Linked DNA regions of Zea mays: region 1 is linked to region 2. Evidence: chromatin contacts called from public Hi-C data. All regions are on one chromosome and are shown on one strand. The core of a region is the stretch at or near the end of the contact, and the rest is flanking DNA. Distances in the headings are between cores, read along the strand shown.

Evidence for each region. Hi-C and Micro-C count contacts between places; a contact is called where the count stands out from the background.
Region 1: a contact with region 2 is called in a Hi-C map of bundle sheath, with 4 times the contacts expected there. The contact joins the promoter of LOC100272373 here to the enhancer-like site in region 2. A contact is called at or near these places in 2 of 25 Hi-C or Micro-C datasets (bundle sheath and ear).

Annotation. Positions count from the first base shown.
Region 1 is chr2:66,215,158-66,222,260 of Zm-B73-REFERENCE-NAM-5.0, reverse strand. LOC100272373 (Serine carboxypeptidase-like 46) reads right to left here and starts at 5,843. Exons shown (of 8, transcript NM_001156555.2): 1 at 5,452-5,843; 2 at 4,138-4,239; 3 at 3,886-3,981; 4 at 3,710-3,802; 5 at 3,518-3,597; 6 at 3,118-3,399; 7 at 2,897-3,021; 8 at 2,228-2,764. The coding sequence starts at 5,722. The coding sequence ends at 2,398. LOC100282351 (60S ribosomal protein L12-like) reads left to right here and starts at 164. Exons shown (of 2, transcript NM_001374366.1): 1 at 164-716; 2 at 1,622-1,851. The coding sequence starts at 214. The coding sequence ends at 714.
Region 2 is chr2:65,607,825-65,615,213 of Zm-B73-REFERENCE-NAM-5.0, reverse strand. No RefSeq gene overlaps it. Among protein-coding and RNA genes, the nearest start is that of LOC103648186, 75 kb to the right of the region's middle. Within about 2 kb of position 1,578, at least 17 of the 20 cell types and tissues checked have an H3K27ac peak or open chromatin away from gene starts, as enhancers often do. A contact at or near this core is called in bundle sheath and ear, where this site is marked.

The DNA.
Region 1 (7,103 bases), core at 4,594-7,093, 600 kb before region 2:
CGAGTTATATTTTAGGTGGGCTTCGAGAGAGTGACCCAAGGTCCAAACCACAAACAGCCCAACAGGAGGCGGCGCACAAGCAAGCGTTCGCGGTTACGTGCGAGATATATAACGACGGGCAACGCGGCCTGCCGAAACCCTAGAACGCCGCCGCCAGTCCTCACTCCTCACCATTTCCCAAACCCTACCCATACCCCCGCCGCCGCCGCCGCCATGCCGCCCAAGCTCGACCCGTCGCAGGTGGTGGAGGTCTTCGTCCGGGTGACGGGCGGCGAGGTCGGCGCGGCGTCGTCCCTGGCGCCCAAGATCGGCCCGCTCGGTCTCTCCCCGAAGAAGATCGGCGAGGACATTGCCAAGGAGACGGCCAAGGACTGGAAGGGCCTGCGCGTCACCGTCAAGCTCACTGTCCAGAACCGCCAGGCCAAGGTCTCCGTCGTCCCCTCCGCCGCCGCGCTCGTCATCAAGGCGCTCAAGGAGCCCGAGAGGGACAGGAAGAAGGTCAAGAACATCAAGCACAGCGGCAACATCGGCCTCGACGACGTCGTCGAGATCGCCAGGACCATGAGGAACAGGTCCATGGCCAAGGAGTTGGCCGGCACCGTCAAGGAGATCCTCGGCACCTGCGTCAGCGTCGGGTGCACCGTCGACGGCAAGGACCCCAAGGACCTGCAGCAGGAGATTGATGACGGCGAGGTCGAGATCCCGTCCGCTTGAAGGTGAGATGAATTCATCCTCTCGTTATTGCTCCCACGGTTTGCTAGGCCGATGCTACTGTTATTGATTTGTTTGGTGCGCGTCATGAGGAGCTAAATGTTAGTATGTGTGTTCAGCTTCTGTAGTGTGTCAATCATTGCTACAAAGTATGCCATGGATCGCTGTGCTACAACTGTACTGTGATTGAGAGGCTCGTAGTTACATCAATCTGGTTCGATATCATGTTGATTGATGGCCTAGTACTGTTTGTTCCAATTGTTTGCTTCATTGCGATCCAGATATCCAATGACATAATTGTTATGGTTTATTCGGTCAGTCAGTAGTGGAAATAAATGGTTTTGTGCTTCGATTTGCATGCGGATGGATCATATAGCTGCAGATTATGCCAAGATTTGGTAAAATATTTTAGCCTTATTTAGACATGAATTCATTGTCTGGCGTGTAAGTGTTGCACCAAATTCCATATCTTCCTGTCAATAATTTACTGTTGGTACCCTGTTATTGGTCAACTTGTCTTCCTTCTGCTGGACATCTCAGTCGGACGACATTGCCTATGTTCAATCATGAGATCCAACATGTGATTGACGTTGAGCAGTCCTTGCCACTAATGCTGTTCTTTCCTGCTGAAAAGAGAGGAGGAAATCCTCTGTATATATATATATATATATATATATATATATATATATATATATATATATATATATATATATATATATATATATATATATATATATATATATATATATATATATATATAATATATATATATATATATATATATATATATATATATATATATATATATATATATATATATATATATATATATATATATATATATATATATATATATATATATATATATATATATATATGCATGCCTTACGTTCATTTCTTGTCTACGCAGACTAGACATCGAAGGGGACTTCCATTGGTGCTGCTGAAGTGTTGTTGTTCTGCATGCTGTCGATGTACCTTTTTCAAGCAACGCGAGCCATCTATTTCTTTTGTCTAGCTATGTTAGTGATATCTTGTGAGAGACCTCAATGTTACCACCGTATCTTTGTCTTTGTTGGATGGAGAGATTTAAGCACCTTACCACACCTTTGTTCTTTGTTGGATGGAGAGTTTTAAGCATCACCTGTTTGAAGTTGAAAACCCTAACTCAAAAATCAAAAACCACCCCTAACTCTGGCAAATCAGTGCAACTGTTGTGCAACCGGGATCCCGTTAATTTGAATGTCTAATTATGTAGCATCAAATAGCCACAGTATATATTGTACAACAAGGTAATTACAGTGACTAGGTCTTAATTACGTCCAATACTACTCGTAACCGAGGATTGATACGTGGGTGGCGCGGTTGGTCTCCGTCATCCACGATCGATTTCTGGTTCCAAATCTCCAGGTTCTTCGCCTCACATGCCAAATTTGAACCAGCATGTGCATATTACAGTTGTACTAAGCCTACAACATTGAAAGCCGTCCGCGGTATATCCGACGACACACAATCTCATCCCTCCCAATGATATTATTTTCGTCCTGATTACACCTGGAGAAGAACAAGAACCCATTTGGGTTGTTTTGCCAGTGTCGAGCGGCCGGATGATGACGACATACGGTGAGCTGCACGTACACGCTTACAATGAACATACACTAGACGAGGAAGAGGAACGTTCCGTCGTCACTGGAACGATTCCGGCAACTGCTGTCCGGCGAGGAACGCCCTGAAGAGGCCGAGCGAGCGCTCGGGCTGCGAGAAGGGCGCCTCGTGGGACGCGCCGCGCACCGTGGCGAAGGACAGGGCGCCGCCGCCGAACACCTGCGTCCACCCGCCCACCTGCTTCCCCTGGAACCAGGCCCGGTACGGCGCCGTGGCGTTGAGCCGGAGCCTGGCCGCCAGCCGCCCCACCAGCGTCCTGCTGCCCGTCAGCGGGATCACCGAGTCCTGGTCGCCGCTGTACACCAGCGCGGGGATGCCCGCCTTCACGAGCGCGCCCACGGTGTTCACGGTCGGGATCTGGAGGTCCAGCTGCTTGTACTCCAGAACGCTGCTACATATACATCCATCCATCAATCGTGAACGCAGCGCAGCGCAGGCAGTCAGCCAGTAAGAGAGAGCTAGCTGAGCACGCAAAAGGCAAGGCAAGACAAGAGTCGTAGGCACACGCTTTGGCCTTCACCTGCTGCAGACCGTCCACCTCTGCACGCCGTCGAGGCGCGCGTGCATGGCCTGCTGCACGTCCTTCCGGTTCAGGTACCGCATCGTCTCGTCCTCCACGCACACGTCCAGCTCCCTGCTCCCTTGCTGCACGCACGCACGCGTCACCACCACCACCACCATATATATTCAGCGCAACGACGAGAACGAGATGCATTGCATGGACAGCGGTGGCCTGCCGACCTGAGGGACGAGGACCTGGGACTGCATGAGCACCGACGAGATGCAGACGTCCAGGGTGACGTCGTACTTGTCGACGAACCTGCTCGTCTCCCTCGCCACCTGGCTCATCACCCTGTCGCAGGCCGTGCTCAGGGAGCCGCGGTAGTACTCGCTCACGTACCGCGAGTAGTTGCACACCGTCGTGAAGATGTTGTAGGTGGAGTCCGATATCAGGCCGTGCGACCAGAAGAACTCCGCCCGCGAGTTGAAGTCGGTGGAGAACTCCAGCACAGGGTTGCCAAGCTGTTTCATTTGTTCACAGGATCAAAAGGACAGGTGAAAGAGAGAGAAAAAAATGACAGGTCTTGTTCACAAGATCGCTGTGTCGTTGGTCTGCTAAGCTTGCCAGTGGTTTGCTTACAGCAATGCCTTTCAGGTTGAATAGCTTCTCCTTCTTGTTGAACTCAACCATGCGCTGGGCTAACTGTGGAACGTAGTGGCCTGGAAAGAGAAACAACATCCTGCTGATTCAGAAGGTGGACTATGTATGAAGCCACAGATTCAGTTCAGGTGCTAATGTGCTATGCTAGTGGAGCCAAATGGCTCTACTCACCAGCGTAGCTCTCTCCTGTGATATACAGGTCCCTGCCCTTGTACTGCGGGAACCTGGCGAACCAGCCTTGCAAGAACTTCAAGTTGTCTCTGGCTTCAGAAATCCAAAACACCCAAAGACGAATTATATGGGTCTGCAAGTGTGGAAAAGAAAGAAAGAAATAATCTGTGATTCACCTGTCATGCTGTCACCAACACCCTCATAGAAGGCAGGATCAGTGGAGTATGAAAAGCCAACCCCTGCAGGGCTCTCCAGATACAGCATATTGGCCTCTGAAACACACACACAGCAAACAGGGGTACCAAAAGGGGAGTTTTTAACACTTCCTAATTTCCTGTCCTCCTTCTTCTTTTTTTGCACCAGCCATTGTAGTAGTACACGTACACCATTTGGTATAGCTACCGCAACATACAAGAAGAAACGCTCACCTTTGTTCCAGCTGTACTCGTTCCTCGTTAGCGCATTGCCGCTAGGCCTGAACGGCCCATTCTCTGAGAACGCCCCCACTCCCACGGATGAGCACCCAGGCCCTACACTCACATGCATGTGGGAACCATTCAGCATAATCTCTCTCCAAGAAAAACAAACAAAACATTGCGTTGGTAGCAGAACACAAAACAAAACAAAGAGAGGGACAGTAGGGGGACAAGGAGGTCATCCTGATAAGAATCCTAGAGGGAATCTGATGATCTCATCCAGTCATCCTACACGGCCTCACTATAAAGAACTAAAGATGTTTATGGAGCCTTTTTTGCTTTCCTATTTTGCAAATGTTCTTATTTTTCACAAGTCCAACTGGAATAGTTTCTTAAAATTTTAAATCACGAGCCCACTTTTAGCTCTCTATTTATGTCTGTTACTATGGGAAAAAAAATTTAGACCTTTTTATAATGTTTGTTTTGGGAGTAGGGACTGAACAAGACAAAATACTTGGTCACAGGTGCACTTGCACTGAAACCTGAGCTCTCCCCCCTTCTCCTGGGAGAATCCATGAAATAGCACTTGTTTGAGACGGCGTTCACGAAATAGCATCCGATTTCAAGTAATTCATAGAATAGCACTTGTTTTACCAAATTAATTCAGAAAACAACACTCTATCTATATTTTGCATTCTTTTATTGCTTACCTCACATACAAATGGACCAAATTACCCCTATTTATCACAAACTTCTTTTTTTATCTCTTATGTCCATAAGAACAACATAAATAAATAAAATATATAACCTCTATTTTTATAGTGTTAAACATACAAATAGACACATATGTTTTATGAACGAAGAAGTCTATATTTAACTATTAAATTTAGAACCAGGTATCTTCGGTCGTCGAACTTTTAAAATTAGACATATTTGGTCCATTAAACACTATAAAAATAGAAGTTATATATTTTATTTATTTATGTTGTTCTTATGGACATAAGAGATAAAAAAGAAGTTTGTGATAAATAGGGGTAATTTGGTCCATTTGTATGTGAGGTAAGCAATAAAAGAATGCAAAATATAGATAGAGTGTTGTTTTCTGAATTAATTTGGTAAAACAAGTGCTATTCTATGAATTTCTTGAAATCGGATGCTATTTCGTGAACGTCGTCTCAAACAAGTGCTATTTCATGGATTCTCCCCCCTTCTCCTTCATCCCCATCCACAGCACAGCCACACAGGCAGCAGGCAATAATGCTGCAGCAGCATGCACAGCGCAGTGACAAAAGGTATGCTGTGCCGACAATCAAGGTGGAAGTTTACCTCCATTGAGCCAGAGCACGAGCGGCTTGGCCGCCGGATCCGCCTCCGCCTCGGCGAAGTAGTAGAAGAGGGAGCGCTTCCCCGCGGCGTCCACCGGGATGTAACCGGAGTACTGTGCGAAGCCCACCGGCGGCTGCCCCGGCAGGGCGCTTATCTTGTCCTCCTCCGCCGCCGCCTGCGCCGAGACGCTCCAGGCGTCGCCGAGGAGCAGCACAGCTGCGCACGCCACCGCTGCAGCAATGGTGGCGGCGTCCCTGCTGCGCCCCTGCATGTTGGTTCGGCTGTGGGAGATAGTGGAGAGAGAGAGAGGAGGAGGAGGAGGAGGCCAGGGGAGGGGAGTGAGTCAGTGAGCGAGTGAGCGCTGCAGGGTGCAGCTGCAGGCACAGGGCGGTGAGAGTGAAACCGATACAGTACATGGCAATAAATAGGTCTGATATGTGTAGGTGGTGAAGTGGGTGGACATGCTTGCTTAAGTTATCTTCGTTCAGAGTTTAATACGAGTAATTATAGCTAACAGTGGAATCTATGATATTGTCATTTCGTATATAGCTAACTAAAAATATATACTGATATAATAACCCTTTAATGTTATAATATTTATATTCAATAATGTGTCTACCATTTTTTCTATCGTAAATTGTCTTGAGTCCGTAAACAATCCGCTTTCAACTAGCTACCCGTGAACAACCCGATTTTCTTCTCTCTATGTTTCTCTTCCTTCCGCGTCACATAAATCTGACATAACATCTTTTACAGTCCACCTACGACACCTTATTATATTTGTTTTTAGTGGCAACATGGTGTGTAGTTTAGTGTTCGTTGTGCACTAATCTGTTTCATAGATTCCGGCAGGCTTGCTGTGTTTTTTTACCTCTTGCTCATTGCCTCATTGCAGTAAACAGCGACCTGATCTTGGCATACCATGGTGGGTGCACGCCAGGGGCAATGTTTCAGGTTTCCATGCACTTGTCACTGCATTTCCGTAGACGTCAAATAAGCTTATTTGAAACAGAGGAAGCAGAGAAAACACTCCTACAAGATCTTTTTTAAAAAAAAGAGAGAAAAAAATTTGGGGGCGAAGCTTGTAAACCTTAGGAAACACATATGGAAACACCATTTTAATGCAAAAGGCATTTGACAAGATGTCTAGAAACCGTTAAGCAGGCCATGGTTTATTATATCATAATCTCGATCTATTACCTAACGCTCAGGGCTCTCTCGGTGGCTCCTTTTCTGGCTCTTCGTGAAGCCATACCAAACGGTCTTAAAAAAAACGGCTCCTCACCGAGAGCCATCAAAGAGCCAGAGCCGTTTTTGCTATTAGAAGCCGAAGCACGAGAAAATAAGCTTCTGCCGGCTCCTTCTATCCGGCACACAATAATATTTTACGAAATTACAGCCTCTGCCACCGTCTCCTCGTCAGAAGCTGTTTTATCAAATGAATTGCAAAACGGCTCTGACTCTTCTAGAGAAGCCAAGAAGCCAGAGGAGCCATAGCCGAACCTGTTTTGAGAATAGTAGGAGCCCTGCCAAAGGGGACCTAAGTAGATTTGTTTTTACCAACTTCAGTCATGTACACAAGTGTACTGCATGAGTATGATATGTGCCACGACTTTGATACTTGATAGCATGGCCTCAAAAACAATATTGCG
Region 2 (7,389 bases), core at 329-2,828:
GCCGTTAGATCACATCTGAGGCTCGAGAACCCTTCAACACTCCATAGTGCCTGATCTGATCCCACGACTGAGATTTAATTACCGAGAATGGTTACGTACTTCTAATCCTACGTGTTAGCTGAAGATCTAACGGACAGAGACCATTGACTCCTCCCGACGGCAACAGGCGGCGACGGCCAAGGCCGGCGCACGCCGATTCACGATTCCCGCCATACAAGCTCCCGATTGATCTATGCAATACCAAGCAGTCATGATAACGAGTATTCTAGGGGCATCTTACTGACAAGGATGCAGTAGTATTCTGGTCCACGTGCTCCGCGATGCCCTCGCATTCCGGTGAGAAATCCCACTGTTCCACCCTCGCCCTGCTCGGTTGGGCGCCGAGCAGACGTGGCCCTCTCCCGGTGATTGTGATATCCTGGCCCTGGTGGATGGTGATATCCTGGCCCAAGGCTTAATAGAATTAATAGTGTACTTATATCAACAAGTGCATCTTCTTTTTGGAAGCCTATCTCGAAAGAACCTCCCAGTTAAGTGTGTTTGGCTCGGAGCAATTTGGAATGGGTGACCGACCGGGTAGTTTTCTCGCGTGCGCATGAATGAGGACAAAGTTTGCACAAAAGACTCGTGTTGGTCTGTGGGGACAATATATGATTGTAGAGAGCTGCTAGGAGTAAGTACTACCGGTTCAGGAGTGAACAGGGTGTTACAAGTGGTATCAGAGCCGACCCTTTTGGTTTCACGGGCGTGTGTGAGTTAGGGGTTCGGGTATATGGCACATGTGGGCCTGAAGTGGTCACATGACATGGCATATGATGATACTAGACACACGGACGTGGCCAAGAGGGGAGGTTCCTAGAATAGGGTTGATCGACGAGGACGTCGGTCTTCTAAAGGGGTGGATTGTGATATCCTGGCCTCGGTGGAAGGTGATATCCTAGCCCAAGGCTTAATAGAATTAATAATATACTCATATCAACAAGGTGCATCTTCTTTTTCGGAAGCCTATCTCAAAAGAACCTCCAAGTTAAGCGTGCTTAGCTTGGAGCAATTTGGGATGGGTGACCGGCCGGGTAGTTTTCTTAAGTGCACATGAGTGAGGACAAAGTGCGCACAAAAGACTCGTGTTGATCTGTGAGGACAATATATGATTGTAGAGAGCTGCCAGGAGTAAAGGATAGTGCTTTGCCTTCTTCGAATGCCAGCGCAGATGCGCTACTCGTGCAGCGGCTCCCCTCATCTTCCTAGTTCAAACTACCCTGCAATGGTGCTCATGGCCTAAGGTGAGGAGCTCGGCTATCTATATAATAGCAGGCATGAACCTGAGAAGGGCAGGGAGGTGAACAAATCCCTGCATCGCGGGAGTGGTTGTTGAGATGGCTGAGCTTGAGTAGCGATGGCTACGACGAGATCTCTGTGGTTCCATTTTGAGTTTGTTGCAACCAACACAGAGAAGAAGGGGCTCCAGGCAACAGGGTCCATAGGTCGGCCACTAGAGCGGGCAGGGTGAGGCGCAGGCGTGGCTTGTGCGAACGATTAGCCGGGCCCACATGGTAGGGGGACGTCCGAGTGCGCGTGTGATGTAGAGACTGCCCGAGGTGGCCCACACGACAGACATAGAGATCCACGCGTGATGTAGGAGGTGCGGGAGCGCGTGGTGAAGACTGGGCTAGCGCAGAGATGGGTTGCAGATGGGTTTTGGCCCAGGCGCTAGTAAGTTTGCCTTTTACTTTTCTTTTCTTTTTATTCTTTTCCTGCTTTCTTTTTATTTTGTTTTCTATTTTCAATCCAAGGTTCAAATTCAACCAAAGTTTTGAATATCAAACTTCTAAATGCACAAACAATATACTCCAACATGAAATGCAGGTTTCATTTTATATTTATAGTAACTATTCTATTTCTTTTAATTAGGCAAATGGTTTTAAATATGCACACACTTTAGGAAAATGTTATTTTAAAGGTGTGACAAACTTAGAAGCTAAAAAAATGAATACTCATTACTTATTTACTTTGATTAATAAAGAATGTCTTATAATCCTTTTGTCGGGGACCATAATTAGGGGTACCCCCAAGACTCCTAATCTCAGCTGGTAACCCCCATCAGCACAAAGCTGCAAAGGCCTGATGGGCGCGATTAAGGTCAAGGCTCAGTCCACTCAAGGGACACGATCTCGCCTCGCCCGAGCCCAGCCTCGGGCAAAGGCAGCCGACCACGGAGGATTAACGTCTCGCCCGAGGGCCCCCTCAAGCAACAGACACACCTTCGGCTCGCCCGAGGCCCAGCCTTCACAGAGAAGCAACCTTGGCCAGATTGCCACGCCAAGCGACCATATCGCAGGAGCATTTAATGCAAGGATGGCCTGACACCTTATCCTGACGCGCGCTCTTCAGTCGACAGAGCCGAAGTGACCGCAGTCACTTCGCCGCTCCACTGACCGGCCTGACAAGAAAACAGCGCCGCCTGCGTCACTCCGACTGTTGTGCCACTCGACAGAGTGAGGCTGACAGCGGCTAAGTCCAGCCTCGGGCGACATAGGAAGCTCCGCCTCGCCTGACCCCAGGGTTCGGCCCCCGTCTCGGCCTCGGAAGATGGACTTCGCCTCGCCCGACCCCAGGGCTCGGACTCAGCCTCGGCTCCGGAAGACGACGAACTCCGCCTCGCCCGAACCCAGGGCTCGGACTCAGCCTCGACATCGGAGGAGCCTCCGCCTCGCCCGACCTCGGGCTCGGACTCGCCACGTCGCAAGGAAGGCCATCATTACCCTACCCCTAGCTAGCTCAGGCTACAGGGAACAAGACCGGCGTCCCATCTGGCTCGCCCCGGAAAACAAATAATGATGGCGCCCCGCGTGCTCCATGACGACGGCGGCTCTCAGCCCCTTACGGAAGCAAGGAGATGTCAGCAAGGACTCGACAACCCCGATAGCTGTCCTTCCGCAGGGCTCCAGCTCTCCTCCAACGGCCACGACATCACATGAACAGGGTGCCAAAACCTCTCCGACTGCCACGACGGCATGTACTTAGGGCTCTAGCTCCTCCCTGCTAGACACGTTAGCACATTGCTACACCCCCCATTGTATACTTGGACCCTCTCCTTATGCCTATAAAAGGAAGGTCCAGGGCTCTCGTACGAGAAGGTTGGCCGCACGGGGGAGCAGGCTGACGCCTAAGTCACTCGCTCTCTCCCACGCCGACGCTTGTAACCCCCTACTGCAAGCGCACCCGACCTGGGCGCAGGGCAACACGAAGGCCGCGAGTTTCCCCTTTGCCTGTTCTCTTCCCCCCTTCGTGCTCCATCTCGCGCCGACCCATCTGGGCTGGGACACGCGGCGACAATTCACTCGTCGGTCCAGGGACCCCCCGGGGTCGAAACGCCGACAGTTGGCGCGCCAGGTAGGGGCCTGCTGCGTGTTGACGAACAACTTCCCGTCAAGCTCCAGATGGGTAGTCTCCAGCAACCTTTCCAGCCCGGGACGGTGCTCCGTTTCAGGAGTCTTGAGTTCATGTCCCTCGACGGCGGCTACGACATGGTACTCCTTCCTCCGCCGCGCGACAGCGACAATGGCGGCCGTCAGCCCACCCGCCGGCGGCGGAATCAACGACATCTTCCCCACGTGGCGGAAGAACAACATCCGGGTTTGTCCCGCCACCTCCCCCGCCGACGGAGGAGGAGGTGGGGCAACCATGGTCAAGCAGGAGGCGGCACCTCGTCGGCTGTCGAGCAAGTCGACGACGCCGGCGCCCCAGCGGGGGACACGTCGGGCTTCAACCTTGCGTCTGAGACGAAGACGAGCGCCGTTTCCCCGCAACACGCCAACTCCGAGCAGACGGACGACGCCAGCACGCTCGCGAAGGACTTGCTGGGCGTCGCCCTCGTACCTGAGACAACGGTGCAGTCTGCCCCTGACGCGACTTCGTCACCGCCCGTCGACCAAGAGGTACTGACCGATTCCCATCTCGCGCCTTTTGGATTCAGCCTCGACCCACCGAGCGGCTTCGCTTTGGTGGAAGCCTTCATAGAGGCATGTACCAACCCTCCATGGTACCATATGCGGTCGCCCTGGGACAGACTGACGGCCGTCTCGACCTACGGACCCTCGGGTTTCGAGGAAGATGACGAGCCCGACTTTTGTTGGGATTTCTCCGGGCTCGGTAACCCCAGTGCCATGCAGGACTTCATGACCGCATGCGACTACTGCCTCTCCGATTGTTCCGATGGTAGCCGCAGCCTCGGCGACGAGGACTGCGGCCCAAGTCGTGAATGTTTCCACGTCGATCTAGGGGGTCCCGGTGAAGGCAACCATCTTGGTATGCCGGAAAACGGCGATCCCCCTAGGCCTGCGCCTCGCGTTGACATCCTTCGGGAGCTAGCTTTGGTCCCAGTCCCTACGGGGGGTCAGGACGCACAGCTCGAGCAAATCCGCGAGATGCAGGCCAGGCTCGACGAGGGAGCAGGAACACTTGAGCCGTTCCGGTGAAACATCGGGCAGGAATGGGCAGACCAAGCTCCGGCCGGAGAAGCTCGTCATCCACCCCAGGGCATCCAGTACCGCATTGCCGACGACGTCAGGGCAAGGCCGCCACCGGCTTCCAGTGGGGTCGGCCAGAACCTGGCTGCAGCAGCGATACTACTCCGCGCGATGCCGGAACCATCGACCACCGAAGGGCGGCGTATCCAGGGAGAGCTCAAGAATCTCCTGGAGGATGCCGCGGTCTGACGGGCCGAAAGCTCTGCCTCCCGAAGGCAGGGGTACCCCTCGGAGCATCGCGCCGCGACTTCCCGATTCATGCGGGAAGCCTCGGTCCACACCGAGCGCACGCGCAACACGGCGCCTGCGGCCCCGGGTCGCCTCGGCAACGAGCACCACCACCGCAACCGTTGAGCCCACCTCGATGAGAGGGTACGCCGAGGCTACCACTCCAGGCGTGGGGGACGCTACGACAGCGGGGAGGATCGGAGTCCCTCGCCCGAACCACCCGGTCTGCAGGCTTTCAGCCGGGCCATACGACGGGCGCCGTTCCCGACCCGGTTCCGAACCCCGACTACCATCACAAAGTACTCGGGGGAGACGAGGCCGGAACTGTGGCTCGCAGACTACCGGCTAGCCTGCCAGCTGGGTGGAACGGACGATGACAACCTCATCATCCGCAACCTCCCCCTGTTCCTCTCCGACACCGCTCGAGCCTGGTTGGAGCATCTGCCTCCAGGGCAGATCTCCAACTGGGACGACCTGGTCCAAGCCTTCGCCGGCAACTTCCAGGGCACGTACGGGCGCCCTGGGAACTCCTGGGATCTCCGAAGCTGCCGCCAGCAGCCGGGAGAGTCTCTCCAGGACTACATCCGGCGATTCTCGAAGCAGCGCACCGAGCTGCCCAACATCACCGACTCGGATGTCATCGGCGCGTTCCTCGTCGGCACCACCTGCCGCGACCTGGTGAGCAAGCTGGGCCGCAAGACCCCCACCAGGGCGAGCGAGCTGATGGACATCGCCACCAAGTTCGCCTCTGGCTAGGAGGCGGTTGAGGCCATCTTCTGGAAGGACAAGCAGCCCCAGGGCCGCCAGCCGGAAGATGTCCCCGAGGCGTCCACTCAACGCGGCACCAAGAAGAAGGGCAAGAAGAAGTCGCAAGCGAAACGCGATGCCACCGGCGCGGACCTTGTCGCCGCCGCTGAGTACATGAACCCTCGGAAACCTCCCGGAGGCGCCAACCTCTTCGACAAGATGCTCAAGGAGCCATGCCCCTATCATTAGGGGCCCTTCAAGCACACCCTTGAGGAGTGCATCATGCTTCGGCGCCACTTTCACAAGGCCGGGCCACCTACGGAGGGTGGCAGGGCCTACAACAATGACAAGAAGGAGGATCACAAGGCAGAGGAGTTCTCCGAGGTCCACGATTGCTTCATGATCTATGGTGGGCAAGTGGTGAACGCCTCGGCTCGGCACCACAAGCAAGAGCGTTGGGAGGTCTGCTCGGTAAAGGTGGCGGCGCCAGTCTACCTAGACTAGTCCGACAAGCCCATCACCTTCGACCAGGGCGACCACCCTGACCGCGTACCGAGCCCGGGGAAATATCCGCTCGTTGTCGACCCCGTCATCGGCAACGTCAGGCTCACCAAGATCCTCATGGACGGAGGCAGCAGCCTCAACATCATCTACACCGAGACCCTCGGGCTCCTGCAGATCGATCTGTCCTCGATCCGGACAGGTGCGACGCCTTTTCACGGGATCATCCCCGGGAAACGCGTCCAACCCCTCAGACAACTCGACCTACCCGTCTGCTTCAGGACTCCCTCCAACTTCCGAAGGGAAACCCTCACGTTCGAGGTGGTCGGGTTCCGAGGAACCTACCACGCAGTACTGGGGAGGCCATGCTACGCCAAGTTCATGGTCGTCCCCAACTACACCTACCTCAAGCTCAAGATGCCGGGCCCCAATGGGGTCATCACCGTCGGCCCCACGTACCGACACGCATACGAATGCGACGTGGAGTGTGTGGAGTACGCCGAGGCCCTCGCCGAATCCGAGGCCCTCATCGCCGACCTGGAGAGCCTCTCTAAGGAGGCGCCAGACGTGAAGCGCCACGCCGGCAACTTCGAGCCAGCAGAGACGGTTATGTCCGTCCCTCTCGACCCCAGCAACGACGCCTCCAAGCAGATCCGGATCGGCTCTGAGCTTGACCCCAAATAGGAAGCAGTGCTCGTCGACTTTCTCCACGCGAATGCCGAAGTCTTTGCGTGGAGTCCCTCGGACATGCCTGGCATACCGAGGGATGTCGCCGAGCACTCGCTGGATATCCGAGCTGGAGCCTGACCCGTGAAGCAGCCTCTGCGCCAATTCGACGAAGAAAAGCGTAGAGCCATAGGCGAGGAGATCCACAAGCTGATGGCTGCAGGGTTCATCAAAGAGGTATTCCATCCCGAATGGCTTGCCAACCCTGTGCTTGTGAGAAAGAAAGGAGGGAAATGGCGGATGTGTGTAGACTACACTGGTCTAAACAAAGCATGTCCGAAAGTTCCCTACCCTTTGCCTCGCATCGATCAAATCGTGGATACTCAGGGTATCACCAAATCAGGATGAAAGAGTCCGACCAGCTCGCGACTTCTTTCATCACACCTTTTGGCATGTACTGCTACGTTACTATGCCATTTGGTTTGAGGAATGCGGGTGCGACATACCAAAGGTGCATGAACCACGTGTTTGGCGAACACATTGGTCGAATGGTCGAGGCTTACGTCGATGACATCGTAGTCAAGACGAGGAAAGCCTCCGACCTCCTCTTTGACCTTGAAACGACATTCCGGTGTCTCAAGGTGAAAGGCGTAAAACTCAATCCCGAGAAGTGCGTCTTCGGAGTCCCCCGAGGCATGCTCTTGGGGTTCATCGTCTC